2 separate regions of the Gasterosteus aculeatus genome follow, and region 1 is linked to region 2. Evidence: chromatin contacts called from public Hi-C data. All regions are on one chromosome and are shown on one strand. Each heading gives the region's core, a stretch centred on a gene start, on an enhancer-like site or on the middle of the called end of the contact. The rest is flanking DNA. Distances are from core to core; before and after follow the strand shown. Region 1 overlaps fat1a (FAT atypical cadherin 1a). Region 2 holds the start of fat1a (FAT atypical cadherin 1a).

Region 1 (4,198 bases), core at 637-3,136, 37 kb before region 2:
TCATGAAGCTTTACTATTGAAGCCAAACAATTCAAACGGCATTGAAGCGCATGTAGGACCATCCCATAATCCGCCCGTACCATGACGGTGAGAACGTGCCGGTGCATCGTCTCGTGGTCCAGGCGCTCTGCGGTGTACAAGGTGCCCGTTCCCGGGTCCAGCCGAAACTTCCTCAGGCTGAAGGGGTCGGTGCTGCTCAGGAGCGTGAAGGTCAGCTTGTTCTTCTCGTCTCTGTCCGAGGCGCTGATCTGCAGGACCTCCGTCCCCGCTGGTTTGTCCTCGGGGACGTTCACCTCGTACACCTGCTGGGAGAACTCTGGCCGGTGGTTGTTGGTGTCGATGACACGGATCAGCACCTGGAGGAGGAAAAACACATGGCGGAGAATGTTTTAAAAACCAGATGCACAAAATGTCCCAAATCCTGCATCTAAGGCTAAATCTGAGGCCTTTTCTACCTTTGTGCACTTAGTGTGTTGCAAGTCACTGTTGTGTGTGGATGTATTTGATAGTAAGATGTGTAGTTTATTGACTAAGTTTGTTTACATATTATTGACATTTTCCCAAAAAAAACAATAATAACTACTGGATAAAAACTGGATTACTTTAAACAGAATCCACACCAGCAGACGATAAGTGCTATACTTTCAGTTTCTGCACACGCACACACTCATTTTGCTTTTCAGTAATAAGCGGCGCTGTGTAGCTACAGATCGAAGCATATGACGGCAAAAGCAATATTTTAACCAAACGGCCACTCGATGCTGCGAACAGCGAAAACAGGAAATCAATGGTGAAAAAGCACAATGCATCTAAATGAACTGCGAGCTACAGTAAATACGGGAGCAGGGGATTAAAGGGTACACGGCCGAAAAAGCCACCTGACGGGGCCCTACTGCCCGTGGAGAGTTAGAAGCCTGATACAGGGACATTAACAAGATGTAAAACATCTGAAGTCAGAAACGTTTTGTGAAGGTTCCACAATTTTACTGTCACCGTTTGGCAGATTCAATTCTCTGCTAAAGTTTTCACAGAAAACTCTCGCTCACTTGCTTTGGGCCGTAGTCACAGTGCTTTCTGCACACACACACACACACACACACACACACACACACACACACACACACACACACACACACACACACAGCGATTCTAAAATTCCCAAACTGTAAAATTCCACTGGGACCATGTTTTATCAACACAAGCCACTCGTCTACTGGACTTCCGACGGAGGATTATGGAGAGCTGCTGGAATGCCATCTCTGCTTCCCAGGGGGGCTTCTGCCGCTGCCAAACACGGGGGGAGGGACGGGGGGAACAAAAGGATCAGCCCAGATCAGACACCTGCATACCGGACACCAGGGGGTGATGTCCCGTAAGGAACCAGGCAGAGCCGAGCTGCTCCGGCTGACCGGGATTTGTCAGATCTCCTGGTCGCCGCCGAGTGCCCACTTCAGTCTTTCCGTCACAATACTGTTTGTTGAGCGCCGGCTGCCCCTATGTCAGGGACAAATATAGACTCAACCTGACAGCAGCGATAGCACGTACAATCTGCCGTGTGCTGCGATGCTGGCAGGGCCGCGCGGGACTCACAGATGTCCTCTTGCAGGGGGAGCGCTGGGGCCGGCGCCGCCCGTTGGGTCTGTAAACTGGCCGCTCGCCACAAGGAGCTGGTCACGAGCAACCCGCGTAGCGCAAGACAAAAAAGGCGGCGTACAAAGTCGGGCCTCTGGTGTCTCATCTGGAGCGAGTCTCCTCCTCGCATCGAGCCAGGCATCACAAACCGCCGCGCCCCGATCAAACCACCTCTTTACACGGGCGGGTAAAATGCACGCGTCGGATCCGCGCACCCACAAAGCCGTTCCGATGTGTCTCAATCTGGCCGGCGTCAGATAACACGTCTAGTGAATAGCGGGGAAGGTGGCGAGCGCTGATAGGAACGGAGCCCGGTCAGTGGTATCGGCGGCCGAGCCACAGTGTGAAACGTGCCTTTCCTTACCGCGGGGAGGCCGCACAACACTTCAGAGGAACTTTGCCCCCAAACGCTAGCGAGCGGCATGATGCGGCCCCCGACTGCAGCAGCAGTGTTGCTGGAGAAAAATCCAACAGCTCTGTAGTCTTTGTGTATGGCTTCCTCTGGGAACGCCGGAGAGGAACGGGAGCGAGGCTGAGACGTAGATGTGACAGACGGAGACACCACAGAGAGAAGAAGAAGAAAGTGCTGCAAGGGTGAGATGAGAGTATGAAAGAGAGAAGAAAAAAAAAGACAGCTCGGAGGGGGGGTCAAATTCTGAAAAAAAAAAAAAAGTTGTGGACCAGAATGAGAGAAGTGCAAGAAAATAAATGAACAGTCGACGTTGATATTTACTGAAGGCAACATATCGTCTGAGTGGCTAACAAGTGAGTCTTTGTAATGCAGACTGAAATAACGTGACTACCAGGAGCAGACTATGAGCAGCTTCAGGTCCTTCTGCAGCGCTCCGAAAAGGAGGTCGTATCGCTGGAGGGCGGGGGGGGGGGGGGCAGGCCTCATGCCGGGCCGGCCTCCTGGCTGTGAGGTGCCCGAGCTAGAATGCGCCACCGCTTGTCCACGGGAGCTGATCCTTTGCAGGCGCCTTCGCAGCGCCACAATGGTGGAATGGAAAGCACACGACAGAGAGGCCGACTGTTCCTCGCGGACCTCCCACGGGCCGCGAGCGTCATGCTGATATCACCGCTGGAGTCCTCCGGCGCGGCGGATTTCACATTATTTCTAATCTTCAGAAAAACATCGAGACTTTTGAAAAGGAAAGTCTGCTTAGGCGATCACAAAGAGAACAGAGCCTTCTAAATAATGAAACACCTTTTGTGTTCCTGTATCCAGAAAAAGACAAATCGGGCAGGGGGGTTTGTGAGGGGGGGCGCTTTCATTGGGCTTATTGTCCCCTTGTGCCATGCGCGGGAGAGGAAGACCCCCTGCCAGGTGGCAGTTTCCGGGCAGAGACGGTGCACTGGCACCGAGCGGCCCCCAACGTTCCCAAAACAGGATTAACACAGCGAGCTACCCACACAGGGTCCAGTGCTCTTGTTCGCCTTTTGATATCCAAACAGAGTGATCGTCGTCCCCGCGTGCCCGGACGATAAATCTGGAGCATTTTGCATCAACTCAGAAGGATAGAGAGCAAGGATGCAAGGAGAGGGACAGACACACAGAGAGAGAGAGAGAGAGAACAAGAAGCTGAAAAAGAAGAAGGAAAAAAACATTCCTCAGAGAGAGAAAATAGGCCAGCCCGTCTGGCTGCACGGCTTCCACATGACTGTGATTTGAGGAATAGATAAGTCAAACTTTGAGCTTCCACGAGTTGCACTGCGTGCGTGTGATGTGGTGGTTCTAATTTGCACTGAGACTCGTTTGAGAGACGGCGTGCTGTCGATCGGATTCACGTTCGACTGTTTCTAGTTTGTCATTTTGTGACGATCTCTTTATGTTCAACAAAAAAACAAAAAAAACTCTCCCAACATCCATTTCTTGTGTCATGTGAAATAGAAATGTTGTACTATAAGATAAGAGGGTTAATCCTAATTGTATATATTGAAGTGGATTAACTAACGCGTTAATAGTGCGTGCCTGCCTGCAATGGCTGCTATCTCAGCGCCGACCAATCTTATCGCATAAACACGCTAGTAGCCAAAACACAGACGGCTTCTCTGAAACCCGAAGCACTCGGCCCGCTAAGTCCTCAGAACCTTGAAGGCTTCCTCACAAATATGTGCAAGTGAACGTGATCCATCCAATATGGAGGACAGATACCAGCAGAAAAAAAGCCACCGAGGCCGACACAAGTCCGGGGTTATTGACCCTCTGCTTCGGATAATACTGTGCGTCCTTCTCCGTCGCCTGTTTGGCTCTCAGCGTATCCCGGGCAAAGGGCCTCAATCGCAATCACAAGCGCGGTTTATGGAGCACACAAATTCAGTAAATCCGCTGCCTCTAAGGAGAACAGCTGACCTACAGCGGGCGGGCCGGGTGTGCTGGACACGAGGCGCGCTGTGGGCCCTCTGCGGGGGCCGCCGCTGCCGCTAACTACCAGATCTGGAGCGGCGTTGTGGAGAGTCCAATACGGTCGTTGGGGGTGGGGGGGGGTCACGTGCTTTATCGGACTCGGGACCACAAATGAATAACTGAGACGCCAGAATTACAGAAGTGAGGCACTCCGAGGCC
Region 2 (4,008 bases), core at 1,508-4,007:
AACAAAAATGTATAGATTCAATGCGCATTTAATTGCAATGAAAAAAGAAATGAATCCCTATGAAGTGAGGAACCATCAACAGTTATTGATTTCTGCCAGTAAAGACCAACAATTCTAGATCTAAATGAGAATGAAAGCCCCGATCGCTAATAAAAAGCAAAGAGCAGATGACTGAGACGGCTTTAATATTGCACATTCACGCGTTTACAGGCGCTTTACAACGTGTCGGGCTGCGTGGGAGTCCGCACAAAGACAAATAAAAGCCAGATAAATGTCTGCGCAGGAGAGCGCTGCATAGAGCACATATTATTTACTTTTGACCCGAGCAAGGTTTAGTTATTAATGCTCAATGTGGGGGTTAATAAGTGACAGAGACCAACTAGGAAATACCTTAAATCTGAAACTATCCCCCGCAGGTACAAAAGAACCATCTGCTAGTGCGCGACCATTATACCAAGAAAAAGGAAGAAAAGAAACTAAAACTTCTGGGTTTTGTTTTTTTACACATAAGACACAAAAAAAAGGTAAATGCGTAATGTTCTTCTCTGCAACCTCTAACCAGCCAACTGGTTTTCCACAAACGACCCATGCAATCTTTCAAGAGAATAAGTTGAAAAGTATTTCATTTCAAACCCCCCCATCCCCCAACTAAGAGCCATTCACTCCGCCGAGCGACGGCGGCCGTGCGCGGACCACAGATTCACTCCGGAGGAGAAAAGGGAAAAAAACACTCTGCACTTTTCCAAACACAACGCGTAAACTATCACCAGTGCGAATAATACACAACTAAATAAAAACACATGCGGTGGAAAGCGAAATTAATCGGTTAGTGAACTTCCAACACCCCCCTCCCCTCCTCCTCCTCCTCCTCCGTGGAGGTGGAGAAAGCAGCGGCGGTTGGTTTCTTTCCCGGACGCCGCGGCTCACAAAGCCGAGGAACTTTTTCTCTTACTCGTGCCCGAAGCTCCAAAAAAAGACCCCCGAACAACAAGGAAACCCGAGGATTCACGTACCTCTTCTATTATCAATCTCGTATATTCGGAGGCTTCGCGTGCGGTTCATGTAGTCCAAATCTCGGCATGGTAATACGTGGACTCGCCTCCTCTCCGCTGCTCCATCTGCCCGCTGAGCCGCGCGCGCGCGCTGCCCCCTCGCTGCTCGCGCGCTGGAGCTGCCCGGTATCTCTCCGCGCTGCGCACGTCCGGATCTACTTACCGCGGCTTTGGCAGCGGGATGAAACCTTTCCGCTCGGAAAGCAGGATTGGGGGTTTAGGCTGCTTTGATTTTTTTTTCTTCTTCTCCCTGTCATTGCACCGTGAGCCTATGTTTGAGTAACAACGGGTTCTGAAGAAAAAAAAGGTATAAAAAACATATAAACTTCCGGCCACTTCACCTGTGAGCCCTAAATGTGGCCTTTATTTTAGGAGCGTCCGTTTTCAGTGAAATTAAATCGATATATTTATTTTTGAATGGATTATTCTGCGCAACTGAGACATTATGCGTAAAATGTAATTTAGGAATACAGCAGCCAATTTTTTAGCTCGATTTTGTTGTTTATTTCTTAATCCTTTGTAATTATAGCAACAATCTAAACTAAGATAACACACGACAAAGCCCCATTAACATTGTATGACATGGCAGATGTCGAAGAGCAAAACCTCATCCGGCCCAATTGGGACTAACGTTAATCCAATATTCACCTGTTCAGCTGCAGCCCAAACCACTTATCCCGTTAAGGGTCCCTGTCAAGGCCGTTTTGTGGCAACAAAAAAAATGAAAAGGTGAGATCAGTATGACCCCAGGCTGCTGGTGAGCAAACAAACAGAGTGCCAATTAGACAATAATTTATGCTTGCTGTGCTGGAAAAAAAAATGACCCGTACATTCCTATCATAATTGTGATGTCAGCGTGAAAAGGTGGATAAACTGTAATTTGCAAATAAAATCACAGGTCGGGGCATCCCTCGTGATGACAAATCGGCTAATACCACTTGCAAATGCAAAGTTCCCCGCTCGTGTTGGGGCAATTTAGGTGCTTAAACATCAATTCCGGGGATTATCTGCTTCTCATTATTCTCATTATTCCCACTAATGTAATTGTCTTTTAATAGCAGAGTCCAGCAGCGCGTCCCAGGGTCTGTGTTTTTGGCAGCAGACCAAGATGACTGATGGCGGAGGTGCATTCGCCAAGAAGCCTCCGTCTGATCCCATCAACTGCACCCCACCCCACCACACACCCCCTCCTCTCCTGACCGCTTCCCAGACCCCCAAAACTGGCCCCACGTTGCCTCCACACAGGCGCCCGGGAGTGTGTGGCCGCTACGCGATTGATGGCGCTGTCTCACTGCCCTCGCCCGGACTGCAGTGATCCAGCCGGTGCGCCCTGCAGAAAGCCTCACGCCGCATGCTGCTAGACAACTTGTCAACCTGTGTGCTGCTCCTGTGGTTGGTGTGCGCGCGCGCATGCATGCATGCGTGCGTGCGTGTGTGTGTGTGTGTGCGCAGGTGCGTATTCCTCTTCAACGCCCAGAAGAAATATAGTCCGAGGAGAGAGAGAGAGAGAGAGAGCGCGCAAAGTTTTGAAGAGTCGTTTAAACTGCTTTTTTAGAAACAAAGCCTGTGATCGACTCACCAGAGCAGCTGGGTGATCGCGGGATGCCGCTCCGAAAACCCGACTTCACATCGCAGCCATCGCGCCCGGGTGTCTCGGCGCAGGAGAGCTGAAGGCTTTCGGTTTGCGTCGCTCCTCTGCTCCAGAAACGGATCAGGTAGAGCGGCACGCGGCTGATGCCTTCAGGTGATAGCGGACTTTTTTTTTTTCTCTCCGAGCCTGTTAGGAGTGCGACCAGAAGACCAACAAACAATGTCGGGATTTTCTGGTCGTCAGTACTCGTGTTTGGAAAAGTGAGAGAGGCTCTGGAGGGGGAGTAGGGGGGGAGGGAGGGAGTCACATCAACGACTGGTGATGAAAGCGATGTCTTTGTTATTAGCCGAATATTGAGCACAGAAAAAAAAGCCAAGTATTGTAATGAATTAATAGCAATCTTTTCATCCGTCAGCAAAGGCTCGTTTGATGCATTCATAAAATACATTTCATCAATTCAAACATATTTTGCTGCAGAGATTTTTTTTTAATTATTTTCTTCCAAAAGAAAAAGCAATTTGAGAAAACCACAAAATAGCAGCATATCTGTTCTCCTTGAAGGCATCCAGGATCTTACACCTTCAGCTCTGACGTCACATGCCTCTCATCATCACGTGCACACCTTAGTGGGGTGCCTGGGTTTATTCTCTCCAAAATCAAAGCGACCATTCTTTTTAAAAATATGGCTTTTTCTTTGTATTTACGGACTGTGTGGTGTCGCTCTTTGATAAGAATCCCCCCCACCCGGCTCGTCTCAAAAGTGATCAGCGAATGCACTTGAGCATCAGAGGGGCAAATGTCTCCATTCGTCCTCCTGGAACATGTGGTTAACAACTGAAGTCGACACCATGCTGTCAAGTGGCTGCCAAAGAATGCCAAAGCAGAAAAGGGGCTGCTGGGGTCTCTGCCTAATGTCCTTTCAGCACCGGCTCATTAAAGTCACATTTGCCCACAGGCTGAGTAAACGAACGAGACCTATGGGTTTAATGTGGATGCATGTGTGGTTGTGTGTGTGTGTGTGTGAGTGTGTGAGTGTGAGAAAGAGAGAGAGATAAAGAAGGAGGGAGGAAATATTCAGCTCGTGTGCTACAGAGCAGGTGTGTAATGTTTTGTCTCTCTCATCTCTTGGTCTCCCCTCACTTTTTACTCTCACTTTTGTCACAGATAATGTTTGGTATCTGAAACCGGCCCCCCTCTTCTCTCTCTTAGCCTTCCCTCTGATCCGCCTGTTAAACTTTAATTGAATTCAGTTCAGGTGATGCCCAGGGCTGCTTCCACCGCTTTGATCTCACCGAGCGTTTTGCGCTCCCCGTCTGCAAGGGGGGGGGGGGGTCAGATAGAACGCCTCACATACCATGTATGTAC

What was found. A called contact is a pair of places that touch in the nucleus more often than the background predicts.
Region 1: a Hi-C map of skeletal muscle shows a contact between it and region 2, with 3 times the contacts expected there. The contact joins the enhancer-like site here to the promoter of fat1a in region 2. A contact is called at or near these places in 3 of 6 Hi-C or Micro-C datasets (liver, skeletal muscle and tail fin).

The regions. Positions count from the first base shown.
Region 1 is chr9:17,975,864-17,980,061 of fGasAcu3.hap1.1, reverse strand. It overlaps fat1a (FAT atypical cadherin 1a), which reads right to left. Exons shown (of 30, transcript XM_040185731.2): 9 at 81-356. Among protein-coding and RNA genes, the nearest start is that of mtnr1aa, 31 kb to the left of the region's middle. Within about 2 kb of position 1,886, at least 3 of the 9 cell types and tissues checked have open chromatin away from gene starts, as enhancers often do.
Region 2 is chr9:17,939,607-17,943,614 of fGasAcu3.hap1.1, reverse strand. fat1a (FAT atypical cadherin 1a) reads right to left here and starts at 2,757. Exons shown (of 30, transcript XM_040185731.2): 1 at 2,632-2,757.